Linked DNA regions of Sus scrofa: regions 2, 3 and 4 are each linked to region 1. A link is a contact called in public HiChIP or PLAC-seq and promoter capture Hi-C data. All regions are on one chromosome and are shown on one strand. Each heading gives the region's core, a stretch centred on a gene start, on an enhancer-like site or on the middle of the called end of the contact. The rest is flanking DNA. Distances are from core to core; before and after follow the strand shown. Region 1 holds the start of HMG20A (high mobility group protein 20A). Region 2 has its middle 31 kb from the start of TSPAN3. Region 3 holds the start of TSPAN3 (tetraspanin 3). Region 4 holds the start of RCN2 (reticulocalbin 2).

Evidence for each region. Promoter capture Hi-C pulls out the DNA fragments that hold promoters and counts their contacts. HiChIP or PLAC-seq counts read pairs in DNA pulled down with a chosen protein or histone mark.
Region 2: a contact with region 1 is called in an H3K27ac HiChIP or PLAC-seq map of skeletal muscle. The contact joins the enhancer-like site here to the promoter of HMG20A in region 1. A contact is called at or near these places in 1 of 5 promoter capture datasets (liver), 3 of 47 Hi-C or Micro-C datasets (embryonic fibroblasts, epiblast stem cells and psoas muscle) and 2 of 2 datasets of contacts at active chromatin or transcription factors (alveolar macrophages and skeletal muscle).
Region 3: a contact with region 1 is called in an H3K27ac HiChIP or PLAC-seq map of alveolar macrophages. The contact joins the promoter of TSPAN3 here to the promoter of HMG20A in region 1. A contact is called at or near these places in 1 of 5 promoter capture datasets (liver) and 2 of 2 datasets of contacts at active chromatin or transcription factors (alveolar macrophages and skeletal muscle).
Region 4: a contact with region 1 is called in a promoter capture Hi-C map of fetal liver, with 2.3 times the contacts expected there. The contact joins the promoter of RCN2 here to the promoter of HMG20A in region 1. A contact is called at or near these places in 1 of 5 promoter capture datasets (fetal liver) and 2 of 47 Hi-C or Micro-C datasets (embryonic fibroblasts and heart right ventricle).

The regions. Positions count from the first base shown.
Region 1 is chr7:57,502,629-57,505,583 of Sscrofa11.1, reverse strand. It overlaps HMG20A (high mobility group protein 20A), which reads right to left and starts at 1,536. Exons shown (of 11, transcript XM_021099019.1): 1 at 1,014-1,536; 2 at 459-602. It also overlaps a transcript of PEAK1 not described here.
Region 2 is chr7:57,216,638-57,219,598 of Sscrofa11.1, reverse strand. It overlaps a transcript of PEAK1 not described here. Among named protein-coding and RNA genes, the nearest start is that of TSPAN3, 31 kb to the right of the region's middle. Within about 2 kb of position 1,623, at least 8 of the 83 cell types and tissues checked have an H3K27ac peak or open chromatin away from gene starts, as enhancers often do. A contact at or near this core is called in skeletal muscle, where this site is marked.
Region 3 is chr7:57,185,832-57,189,299 of Sscrofa11.1, reverse strand. TSPAN3 (tetraspanin 3) reads left to right here and starts at 1,785. Exons shown (of 7, transcript NM_001244196.1): 1 at 1,785-2,133. The coding sequence starts at 2,071.
Region 4 is chr7:57,039,421-57,042,854 of Sscrofa11.1, reverse strand. It overlaps RCN2 (reticulocalbin 2), which reads right to left and starts at 1,979. Exons shown (of 7, transcript NM_001244184.1): 1 at 1,635-1,979; 2 at 1,132-1,237. The coding sequence starts at 1,778.

The DNA of each region.
Region 1 (2,955 bases), core at 287-2,786:
GGAAAAATAGAAACATCTGGCATTTATCTTTTGTCTTCTGTGAGCGAATTTTCCCCCTTATTTAAAATTTAAGCTTAATCTCAATGTTCCTTGGACCATGCCTTAAATCCACAAAGCACAGACACCATTTTTTAATTGGTGCTGACAGAGAGGAAAATGTACTACAGTGTAACTTTCACAAACAGTAAGTTACATGTAAGCAATGTGAGAGCTGAGGAAGTTGTTTTAAGGCAAAGGGCAGAACCTGTTGCCTAAAATTAACAAGACTAAGGATTTAAGATAATCACAATCAGTTAAAGTAACACCAAGTAATTGAGTACTTCAGTATGATATTTTCACTGTGGTCAGGTGAAAATGCTTCATAATTTAGGTAAAATATTGAGTCTTGTAATAAACTACCTCCTTATGAGAAACTACAGAGTTCCTGTGGTATGTCATGGCAGAGAACATCGCTATACCTTATTCAGCCAAGGTTAGACTTCAGTAGGGAAGCAGGGATGGGCAATTCATGAGTCACGCAAGAAAGTATGTCATCTTGTAGAGATGAGTAGAGAATTTTAACAAGGGGTTTCGAATTCTTTGAAGAACGCACTAAGGAAATTCTGTTGGAGAGAAAATTTTCCATCTTACACGTGGAACCAAAACTCAAATTCTGACTGGAGCCTGGTGATTAGCACAACTAGGTGGAATAACCTAACTTTTCGCATAAGACACAATCCCAAAGCTTTAAGATACTGTCTATGCATATGGCACCAGGCATCACCTTTTCAAGCCCTCGCCGGCATAAAAAGTGGGCTGGACACCCAAACCATCACCCTACCCCCACAGGAAGTGAGTTACGGTCCCCCCTCCCCCAGGATGGCCTTCTTCCCCTCCCCCAACCGGAAGTGAGGCGCCCCCAGTTAGTCGGCCTCAAACAGACAAACCAATAATAACAGCAAAAGAGGGATGATCTTCAAGGGGTGAAGGGCAGCTCCACTGTGGCCACCCCCAAGGTTGCCTTGCTTACTGACCTGCTGAAGATAGGGACAGGCGGGGGCCTGGGGCCTAAAGAAAGTCCCTGGCACAGAGGACAATTCCCTGAGCCCCTCTCAATCGCCTTCACGCTTCTCACTCCGTCGTCTCACAGCTTGACAAAAATTCCTCCGCACTGCTTTATTTTGATGTCCTTTCCTTCCCTTTAGCTAATCGCTTAACCACCTTCCCATAGGTAACTTCCCTTATTGCAGCATTTAAGACTGTTCCAGTGAGGAGAGAAATCAAATATTATTCCCTATACCTTCAGAAAAATGAAGGGATTATTTTGTTCAAAGGCGGCGAAAGACTACGTGATTACGCAAGGTGAGACTTATTTTCGCGGAGGTTTCTGGGAGATGTAGTTTTTTAAAATTGCTAAGGCCTGCAGAAAGAATCAGGACTTAAAATTGCTAATTACTGTAGGCTGGAGTCCTTGAAGATACCTATTCTGTATTCGACAGCAGGCCGACCGAGGGGACTCTGGCATGAAAAGGGACAATACTTCACTCCCCTTTCCCTCTGGACCATAATAGACCTGAAATGTCCCTTCCCAGGATCGTAATAGACCTGAAATTTCCCTTCCCAGTCCTTATCGTCCGGCCCTCTTCCTTTGGCCACGCCCTCTTCAGCCAATCAGACCTCTCTCTAGAGCTCTTCCTCTGGAGGTAGGAACGCGAGAGGAGGGGCTTCATGGTGACTCCTCCCTCGGGGCTAAAGCGAGACAGGGAGAGGGCCTTGGGCCCGTGCGCGCGCGCGTGCTCGTTCAAGTAGCTCGGCGGCGAGTGCGCGCGCGGAGGGGAGGCGAGCTGGCTGGGAGGAGGCGGGCAGGCTGGTGGGCCGGGCGGGCGGCGAGCTGCGGGCAGCCGGGAGCGCGCGGTGGACTCGGCGGCGGCGAGTAGTTAGTTGTTGTTAGTCAGTGTCAGTTGCTCGGCGGCGACGGCTGCGGTCACCAGGAAGGATACGGGACGGCGAACGATGGTGGTCACCGCGGCGGCTTGTGCGCCCCTCAGGTAACAGAGATAGAGTTGTCCGCGTCCTCTCGCTTCCCTTCTCTCGCGCCGGCTTGTGGGACCAGGGTCGTTGCGGGGTGAGGGCGATGACCTGGGAGAATACGGGCGGGGCGGCGCGGGGTCCCGGTGGCGCCTCTGCGGGGGTTCTGGCGGTCAGAGCGTCCGGCCGGGCACAGGCTCTCTGGCCGCGGCCACCCCCGCGCCCCGCCGACCTCGGGGCCCGCGGCGCCGCGCGCCCCCTCGCGCCCCGGCCGCCTCCGCCCCCTCTTTCGGTGGCGGCGGAGGCGGCAGCCCCAGTAGCTCGGCGCCCCCCAGAGGAGGGAAAGTTGGGACCTGGCGGCGAGAGACGCCCCCGGGCGCGGCTGGAAGGCTGCTGGGGAAAGTGGAGCCTAGAGTAGTGAACGCTGTGAGGCTGGGGCAGGAAGGACTCCCCTTGCTCTTGCTAAGTGTGCCGGACAGCCACCTCCAAACCCGGGAGGATCTGGAGCAGCCTGGCCAGCAGCGCCAGGACGAAACCCGTTGGCTCTTTGCTCACTTCGCTCTGAGGTTTGTAAGACTCCTAAGATGCGGGTTATTTGGGGATTTCGAATTGTTTGTTGGATCAGTTTTGTTTCTCCCTTACCCTTTGACTCATCCGTTCTTACAACTTTTCTTACCTTCCGTGATGGGAAGCTGCTGTCTGAGCCCCCTTCTGTACCTCCTCCCGGTCGCCTGCACCATTCGCCTGAGAGCTTGATTTGGTCTTTTTCGTCCTTTGACTACGTTAAAAAAACTACTGAGAGCTACGGGAAAGAGGAGCCCTTCTACCTTTAAATGTTACTTTCTTGCAATCCGTTGTGTTTTTTAAGACAACCGTTTAGGAATTTGAGAGCTGTGGATTGGAGTTATTGGAAGACTGGCATTGAGGGGATAGGATAGTGACAAGTTA
Region 2 (2,961 bases), core at 374-2,873, 290 kb after region 1:
TGGCACCACCCTTTGGTTTGCTGTGGTACTTTGCTGTGTTCTCTGTGGCATCATGTTACTGTGTAAATAAATTCATTTTCATATACACTAAAACCTGGACAAGCGCTTGTCCTTTCAGCAGCTCTCCCACGCAGACCTGCCGGAGGTGGGGTGGGTAGTGGTTGCAGACATGGTTATATCTTGACCTCTAGGATGCATGCGCTCTTGGATGCTCCTCCCTGCTGACCTGGGCTGTATTTTTTCTTCATTCCCTCCCTAGATCGAGAAGACTGGGCATGGAAGGGGTGGCAAAGGCCTTGAGCCTTCCCCCAGAGCCAGCAAGGCTGTGGGTTTGCTGTGTGAGCTCGCCCCCTGGTGACCAGCCACCATGCAGACTTCCTGTCTTTGTATTGTGTGCTGGAGGTGTGGTTAGCTGGCTGTAACTAAGCCTCAGATCTCAGAGCTCTGCGGACAGTATGAGCAGGACAGGGCTTTGTACAGCATCATCTGCCACACAGTTCATATCTTTTGCTTGTTCCTTAAGGCATATGGTCACACACAGTGTCCTGACAAAGGCGGACAAGCTAATGTGCAGATGTTTCAGTAGAGAGAGGAGGCCACCAGGCTCAGGCAGGACGAGTCAGCAGTGGGCAGTGGCAGTGACAGCTGCCACATTATTAGAGTAGAATGGATGAAAGTGCAGACATGTAGACTCTAAATTTAGACCAGATTTTAGAGCTCTAAACCCCTTACCATGGATACTGTCTCCAGCCCAGTGTTTCTGCTTCTCTCCACTAGCAAGCGCTCTGGAATTTGCAGACATGGTATTTAAAGGATATTCCAGAAAAGTGATTGCCAGACTTTTATGCTGCTGAGAAGGCAGAACCCACATTGGTGTGGGCCTCAGAGCTCTCTCTGTTTCCTGGGCCTTGAGGGGTCAGCAGCAAAGCCAAGAAAAAGTCCCGAGGGACATGGCTTCTGCCTGCTCCAGCCTCAGCTTGCTTGCTGGAGAGGGGTCGGGGCATTAGCCTCCCTAGCTGTGAGTGCAGCACACGGGCTTCTGGAGGGAAAGAACCAAAGACAGAAACAAACAGCTGGGATGGAGAGGTCTCAACATCACAGAGATGGAGCACACTAGGCTTAGGTCAAGGTCTAATGCTCTGCTGGTCTGAGTAGCAACTGAGGCCCCTGAAGATACAGGCCTGGGTGGTGGGACCAGTTCAGGGTTGCCCAAGCCAGACTCCAAGTGAGGTAGAGCAAGGCCACCAATGGGATCACTCTGTCCTTTGGTATAACTGGAGAGAGACCTTGTTTCCCCCCCATCACCTCGCCCAGCATGGGATCCATCCCTTGCAATTCCATTAGCAGGTCCTCAGGAAGACCACTCTTCCCTTTGATGTGGGCTTGTCCAGAGGTGAGGGACCACTGACATCTGAATAGCGCCTTTGGCTCCCACAGGCCTGTAAACTGACTTCTTTCAACCCAGGCCACAAAGAATCTTGATTTCTTTCCCACCTGGCATTAACCATCACGAGAAGCTGTCCAGTTCCTGGCACTGAGTGTGTGCCCTCTGCTCTGGGAGCTCTTTGCCTGCTCTCCAAGGCCCAGTAAATTATGCTTCCTTTTAAGGGGGCCTGCGCTCTACGAGGGAAGGAATTTCGTTAGTGCCTCAGGAGCAGAGAACTGCAGGTGACGGATCACAGGTTGCCAGGAGGAACAGCTCAAGGTAATTAACAGCTGAAACTTAAAAATTGGATTTCACACAGTAGGGAGTGGGGGGAAGGTGGCAGGAAGGAATCCGTTGCCAAGGTCCAGTTCTCACAAATTTGCAAACCTCTGAGTGAAAACAGGCTGCCTGTGTGCAACCCCTGACCTCCTGGTGATTTTTAGATAACTCTTTTCTCACACACATATCCCAACTAACTCTTCCCTCACCCTCTGGAAGGTGTGTGAAAGCAACCAGAAGGCGGAGCTGCACTGGCGGTGGTCTCCGTTTGAGAGTGCAAGTGGGGCGCCTGGGCTTCTGGGGAATGTGCATGGTGAATGGGGCCTGGGGCCTCAGGAGTAGAGGGCTTTGCATCTCTGCCAAGTGGGAGCAGAGCTCTCTGCTCTGTGGGGCCATCAGCACCACCCACCACTCCCCAAGCTGGAGTCCTGGAACCAGGGTTGGAGGTTAGGCAGAGTGAAAACCTGCAGGCCTGCGCTTCATCGTTGGCCCGTCCTCTCCCCCTAAGCACCTCTCCTGCCTGCTCCATGCTGCCAGGGGCATATCTGAAACCATCCTACCCACGCTGCCACAGCCTTCCAGGACTAGGCCACTCATGCTCCCCAAGCTGAGGGCTCTACAGGCCTCCCTCCCTCAGGCTCTGAGCCGTTCAGGTTCATCCTCCTCAGCCTCCTGACACTGGGCCTGCTCCAGGGCTGGGCAGCCGGCCTTTGCCTCACACTGTGCAGCTGGCTCGGGCACTGCTCAAGCTGCTCGGAGAAGCCCCAGGCTGCGGCCGGTGGGAGGTGGGGGTGTTAACAGTAGCAGAGGTGAGAGTACCCTTCATCCTCACAACCATCCATGGAGAAGGCTCCAGGCTGCCCATCTCCACTCAACTAACCAGAGGCAGGCCTTAAACCCAGATCCGCACGCCTTCTAGTCAGTGCTCTTTCCTCTGCCCTGTAAGCAGCCAGGACACCAGAAGGACTGTAAGATCTCAAAGGGGAGCAAGGGAGAGCTCCTTGGTGCTGAACCAGCTTAATTTTATTTTCAAAACCCTATGAGGAGGGTTCTAGAATTACCCCTATTTTATCCATAAAAAGACAAGCCAGAGAGGTTTTGTTTACCCCAAATCCCTGGTGAGGGAGCTAAGATCTGTCCTCAGATGGTCCAGCGCCTCCTCCCAGTTCCCAGAGCTCATGGCCTTTCTCCCCCACCCTCCCTGCTGTTGCCCCAGAATTGTCAGTCCTGCCACCCAGTCAGGCTTGTCACTGACC
Region 3 (3,468 bases), core at 536-3,035, 320 kb after region 1:
AAAAGACACTTAAAGGGAATCATACTTGAAAGCCATGATTGAGTGGTTGGCTTCTTAAATTTTAACTGGGATGTGCATGGTGTGGCAAGAATGGTACCTTAAAAATCTCTTCTTTTCTTTTTTTTTGCTTTTTAGGGCCGCACTAAGCGGCATATGGAGATTCTCACACTAGGAGTCCAGTCAGAGCTACAGCTGCCAGCCTACACCACAGCCACCTCAGATCTGACCACATCTGCAACCTACACCACAGCTCACACCACCACCAGATCCTTAACCCACTGAACGAGGCCAGGGATCGAACCTACAACCTCGTGGTTCCTAGTCAGATTCGTTTCCGCTGCGCCATGATGGGGACTCCATGGTATCTTAAAATCTTAAGTTAGATGGTGTCACTGGCCTGCTCAAAGCTTTGTAGTATCTTTCCATCACACATGGCTTACTAGGCCCTTGATGATCTGGCCTTTCAGACTTCATCCTATGTTCTCCACTGACCTCCTGAACATCAGGCTCTTTAATGGTCCTTTCCTGTTGATCATGTTCCTGCCTCAGGGCCTTTGTATTTGCTATTCCCACCTTTGGGCTGTTCTTCGAAATATTCACATGTCCTGCTCACTCACTTCAGTTGGGTCTCCTCCAAGGCTCTCTCCTCTCAGAGGACCTCATTACTGTCTATTCCCTTTCTCTGAATTATTTTCTGTCACTACCCAATACCATGTCATAAGCCTACCTGCCTATCTGAAGGTCTACCTTCTCTACCAGAATGTAAGCTCCATGGGGGCAAGGATTTGTCTTGCTCATTGTAGAATACCCCCCATCTAGAACAGTGAGGCACAGAGATGGTGCTTGCAAAAAAGTTAATGAGTGAATAAATGGCTGCTGCTGTTTGGGGCAAATCAATAGAAGGCCGAGATGAAAAAGCACTGCTGAGAATGCCTGGGAAAGGTGATTAGGGAGATTGCAGGAAAATGAGATGATTAAGGACACGCAAATGAGCATCTTTAAGAGGAAATGTGAGGTTGCAATGGGCAGGAAAGAGTAAACAGTGACACTTTCGTGCGTGGCTGAGAATGTGCTTTCTGCTTTAGACCATTTACTCTCTGTGTGCCTCTGGCAAGTTTGTAAATCTTTCTAAGCCTCAATTACCCCGTCAGTAAAATGAGGCTGATAACCACAGTACCTCCCAACTAAAGCTGCGATGGAGGTTAAATGGGCAAATGGCCATAAAAGAGCCTGGCATGGGGTAGGCCCTCAATAATTAATTACTGTGGTTGATCCAAGATTGGGGTAAGAATGTGAAATGTTACAGTGTAAAAAGATGTTTCCATAATCCTAAATCTTGTTGTAAAATGCCCTACCCAGGAATAGACTTGACATGTTACCTTGCCCCCAGCCACACACCCACGCAAAAGTCTTCCCCCTTGCCAACTCCATCACCAGTCTTTTCTTTCCGACGACTCTTCCGAGAGCTAGCCTAGTCCTTTGCAAATAAGTTCTCCATAAATATTTGTTCATGTTCACTGCTCTCCCTACGCAATGCTTAGGTGTTAACTTTGTCAGGAAAATCTCGTTGAGGAGTATAAGATATTAGTGTTTCCGACCTCCTTGGGGGAGAAGGGTTAGGTAGAAAGACAGCGTTCTTAGGGCCCTGAATCATCAATAAAGCTGGCCTAGTAAACGCAGCTCAGTAGGGGAGGTTGGGTTTGGTCCTTTGGAACTTCCCTAATGAGCCATCTGCATCCAAGGGCGGCCAGAGGCCAAAAGGGCGCTGAGCTTTCGGCTCCTTTAAAAGGCATGGCCTCGCTGTAGCCGACAAGGGAGTGGTTGGGTAAAACTGCCTTCCGGGGGCGGGACTCGGTTGCCGGGGAGCTTCGCTGGGACCCTGCGGAGACTGCGGCGGCTGCGCGCAGCAGCGAGGTGCTTGCTGGGTCCGGGGTGCGCGACGGCGCCGGGGCTGCGGTGAACGTCTCGCAAGCCGTGCAGTTACTAGCCGGGAGGCGCCGTCGCCATTGCCGCCTCGCTCGGTGAGCGCATCCCGCTCGCCGAGCAGGGCCGCAGCCGACCGCCGGCGCCATGGGCCAGTGCGGCATCACCTCCTCCAAGACCGTACTGGTGTTTCTCAACCTCATCTTTTGGGTGAGTGGGGCCAGCGGGCGGGAAAGGGTGAGGGGCGGGCGGCGCAGCCCAAAGGAGGCCTCGGCTGAAGCGCCTGTGGGGCCCGGTGGGGACCCGCGCTGGGCTGGGGCTAGCGCTGAAGCGACGCGGCCCTGCGGCGGGGAGGCGCGGGGGCCGGGCCCCGGAGGCCGCTTCGCTAGGTCCCTCCCGGGTCGGGCTGAAAGCTCAGGACGTAGAGGGCCGAGAGGGGAAATTCTCGGGGGCTTCCGGTGGCCTCCGCTGTCGGTCCCGACGCCCTGGCTGGCTGGCTCTGTGCCAGGGGCCTGGCTCTGGGAGCCTCGGCCGAGGAACCCCGGCCTCCCCCTGGAGCAGCCTGCTGGACGGAGAGCTCTTGTTGCAGATTCTTTGAGGACATCAGGCTCGAAATAGGATATTCCCCAAAGGGCCGGGCTCCGCTTTCTTTGTCAGGGCCCGGAGTCCCCGCAGCTCCGGGGCAGCCCCGAGGCTTGTGGGCAAATGGTGCAGAAGTGCGGGGACGCTATCGGCTCGGGGTGAGGGATTTTGTCTTAGATCTCTGCATATGGAGAACTAGTTGGCTGGTTACCAGCCCAGAAAGGTTTAAACTTGAGAAGCCGAATAATCCTGTCACCAAGAAAATCAATCTATTTGGCCATGGGGGTGGGTAGCCTAAGATTATAAACCTTGGTTAAATATGACTCGAATGTCACAAGATCTTGAAAGCAATGAGTTCACTTTCAATAAACAGTGGCTTATGAATTTTTTGGACACGCCCCCATTTTAATTCGGGTCCTTATCTCACCAAGGACCTTTGTAACAGCCTGTGTTATTCCGGTCAGTTTCTCCACCCTCTAGTTCTTCTGGACATTGCACCAGGATAGATCTTATGAAGCATTTCTTACCTCAAATTACTTTATTTAAAAAGCAAAACCAAACCCTCCAAAAGCTTCAACTGAAGTTCTCATTCACCTTTCTTTTCTCACAATTGACCATGTTCTTAAACACTTGATGCCCTGGACACACTTCTCTGTCCCCTGGAACTTTCCCACTTCCCATACTTTTGTATGTCTCCATTCAACTCTTTCCCACACACATTCCTAAATCAGAAAGAATCCTTTCCTTCTCACACCCTTCGCCTGCCAACAATGGATGAAACTTCATATTCTGACTGCTGTAGCATAAAAGGATAATTATAGATTGTTTAAAAAAGGATAAGGTACCCACTACACACACATGGATATTGCCATAGTATGTTTCAGGGTATTTATGGTGTGACTGAAAGAATCCTGACTGATAGTACCTGTTCAGAATCACCCACGTTTGACATTGGGATTTCCA
Region 4 (3,434 bases), core at 730-3,229, 460 kb after region 1:
TTGGACTTGGTTCCTTTCAATTTTAATTTTTTAAAAAGTTGACAAATATTTGAACATAATGTAAGCCCTTATGGACAGATACCACCAAATCTTCCAAATCAACTTGTTTTGTGTGTTTTCTAGTGTAACCAAAGATGGACCTATTCTTATTGGATAGTTAGTCTAAAGGTTCCCTTGTTTAAATAGAAGGAACAAAACCTTAATATTCCTGAGGGCATCAATGTGAATACTTTACTGACAACACAGCTTAAATTTACCAGGTCGTAACTTTCTCTCCAGCAACTTCATTCTTCAGATGCTGAGCAGCATTTAAAGAAGAGTTATAGCAAAACAGCTCCTGAATTTTTGTTGAGGATCAACTTGGAAAGTTGATAGGCTTCATCACATGAATTAAGCAATGAGGAGAGGCAGCTGCACAGCAATTTATTTAGAATATTCTTTTAATAATCCATGCATTTGTTTCTGACTCTAGAACCTACTTAAGAGCACTCAGATTTTTTTTTTTTTTTAATGAAGGATATTAAAGACTGAATTAAGATCAGGAGATATGGATTCTAGTCCTGGCTTTGCCACTCATTTGAGCAAAACACTTACACCTCTGGGCTTCAGCTTCTTCATCTCTACAAAGAAAGGTGGACATAATGATTCCAAGACCCCTAACAGCTATAATAACTTGTGATAAACATAACTTGTATGCAACAGGTCTTTTTCTACTTGCTTGTAAAAAGAAACAAGTTCCAAAATGAAGCATGTATCAAAAGAGCAATAAACTACTTAATGCCTTAAGGTTTTTAGCATGCTTCTCTAAAATGAATCATACAGTTGATATTGATACAAAGTCATGTGAGAGGAACAGGGAGTTTGCTCTAGGTATGACTTGCATGTACCGTATGCAGGGTCAGTGATGTTAATGACACTACTGAGGAAAGCACAGTGTTACTCGATAGCCTACGTCTAAAGATCTCCAGGTGTAAAATCTATTCACCCATGTCCTTTTCCGCCTCTCACACAGTGCCTCTAATTGGTTGGAACACTAGCAATCTACACTCAACAGACACCCTGCTTAAGTGTTTGCATTTCTGCCTCCTGCAAAGGGATGTCTCCATTGTTAGTTGTGTAGGACGTCCTTACTTTCGGTGAGAAAGCCATCTGAGTCCAAGTCAATTTTCTTTATGATTGACTTCAGTCTTTTTTGTTGCTCTTCAGGGGCGAGTTTAACATATTCATCGACTTCTTCCTTTGGTGGGGGGGAGTAAGCGACACACAGGGGGGAGTCAAGCATTACTAGCAGGAGGGCAAAATGGTGGAGAAAAAGAGCTACCAGAAGCCTCTCTTACCGAGGGGCTTTGGGGTGATTCACACCTGCTCCCCAAGGTCCCTGCCCCCTACACACCCTCAGTGATCCTGCTCCTCGTTAAGGAGGGTAAAAGAGATCCTTCTGCTACCGGGCCACGCTATTTTCCTAGGCTTACACCCCCAGGGGTCCTCCTGAGAGTGAGTGGCGCCCCACCCGGCCCCCATTGTCAGGCTGCCTCAGCCAGGCCTCGCCCGGTCGCCCCCTTTGTCCCGGGACAAAGCCCGCGGCAGCAGCGGTGCAAGGCCCGGACCTCCCAGCCCGGGCCTGGCCGCCTCACCTGGCCGCCCAGCAGCGCCTCGCGGTCGTAGTCGGTGCGGTGCTCTCCCTGCGGGTAGTGCAGCTCTTCAGCCTCCCCGGCGCCGGCTGCCACGGCGCACAGCAGCAGCAGCCCCAGCGTGGCGGGCTTCGGGCCCAGCCGCATCGCGCCGGCCCGCCGCGGACACACACAGAGGTTCGGAGAGAGGGAAAGAGAGAGGCGGGCGGAGGCCCAGGCCGGCCGCGGCGCTGCGCAGGCGGCCGCAGAAAGGCGGCGCGGCGTACGTAAGGTGGGGGTAACGGAACGCGGAGGGGGTGGCGGCCGCCTTTCCAGGAGCTCACAGGCTGAGGCCCAAGCGACTACTGTGGAGGTACTGCTAAGGCCGAGGCCTATATAGCCCCGTCAGAGGGGCAGGGCGTCAGGCCGGGGCGCTGATTGGACCGCACTGCGCTGGGGGCGGGCCGCGGAGATTCTGCTGTAAGCTGCGGGCCTGGAGGCTTGGCTTGGAGGAGGCTTGGAGGAGGCTGAGGGGGCGGCCGGGAGCGGAGACACCCGCGGGTGCCTTTCGCTGCGCCACGACACCCTCCAAAAAACATCCCCCCCCCCACGTTACCTCCGCCCTCTTTCCGTCAGCCTGGTTCCTGCCAGAAGCTCCCTGTCCATGCCATGTGCCCGCACGGCTTCCATCAATGAGAAAGCCTAGAGATTTGGGTGAAGATGATACAATATCTAGGAAAATCTTTGCTTTGATGAACCAACAAACAGTATCCATTTCCCACAGCAGGACCAAAGAACCCAAGTATTGCAGCCAGACATTTGTATCTGATGCTCAATTTTGCAACTTCGCCAAATTGCTTGGCCTCTGAAACCTGTTTTGCTCCCTTTGTATGGGCATGGTAGTAAGACTACCTAAGAGTTGTGAGGATTAAATAAAATAATGTAATATAAAGTGTTCAATTAATGTAAGCTTACATCATGTGGGTAGAAAAGCAAAAGATGGTTGCGCAGAAGGAACAGCTTACTAAATACCTAGGAAAACTTTTGCAGGTAGAATGCATGTACACGTGGTTTCTATTCCATGTTTATCTACAGGCCTATGTGATTTCTGCACCTCATCCCAAGCTCTCTAAACTCAAAGAAATGTGTAGGCTGCAGCTTGAGCCCTTTTCTTTCATTGATTGCCCCACATAGGATCAGGCTTTTTCACACAGAAGAAAAGGCTTTCTGGGTCCTCTTTCGCTTCTTACCGCCTCTATTTGGACTGGGTGCGAGAGTTCTTTTCCAAACTGAAGTGGGTACGAATCAGACAAATTTCCTGGACCAGGCTGGAATTTTATTGTATTTAATCAGAAGCTATTGAAAAATTTGTAGAGCAAAAAGTAAGTTCAATGGGATCTTTCCAGTGTTATAAAGATCAACAGAGGATAAAGTTTTAAGTTTCAGAGTGTAAATATGGGCAACACTTCAGGGTTAATTTGTCTACAACAAACAATTAAAAAAAAAAAAAAGAGGAGTTCCCCTCGTGGCTGAGTGGTTAACGAGTCCGACTAGGAGCCATGAGGTTGTGGGTTCCATCCCTGGCCTCACTCAGTGGGTTAAGGATCCGGTGTTGCCCTGAACTGTGGTGTAGGTCGCAGAGGCGGCTCAGATCCCAAGTTGCTGCGGCTCTGGCGCAGGGCGGCGGCTGCAGAGCTCCGATTGGACCCCTAGCCTGGGAACCTCCATATGCCACGGGTGCCACCCTGAAAAGACAAAAAGAAAAAGGAAAAACCTTTTTCTCATATTTTAATTTGAACTTCAGTTGTAGGTTTTAAGGCAATC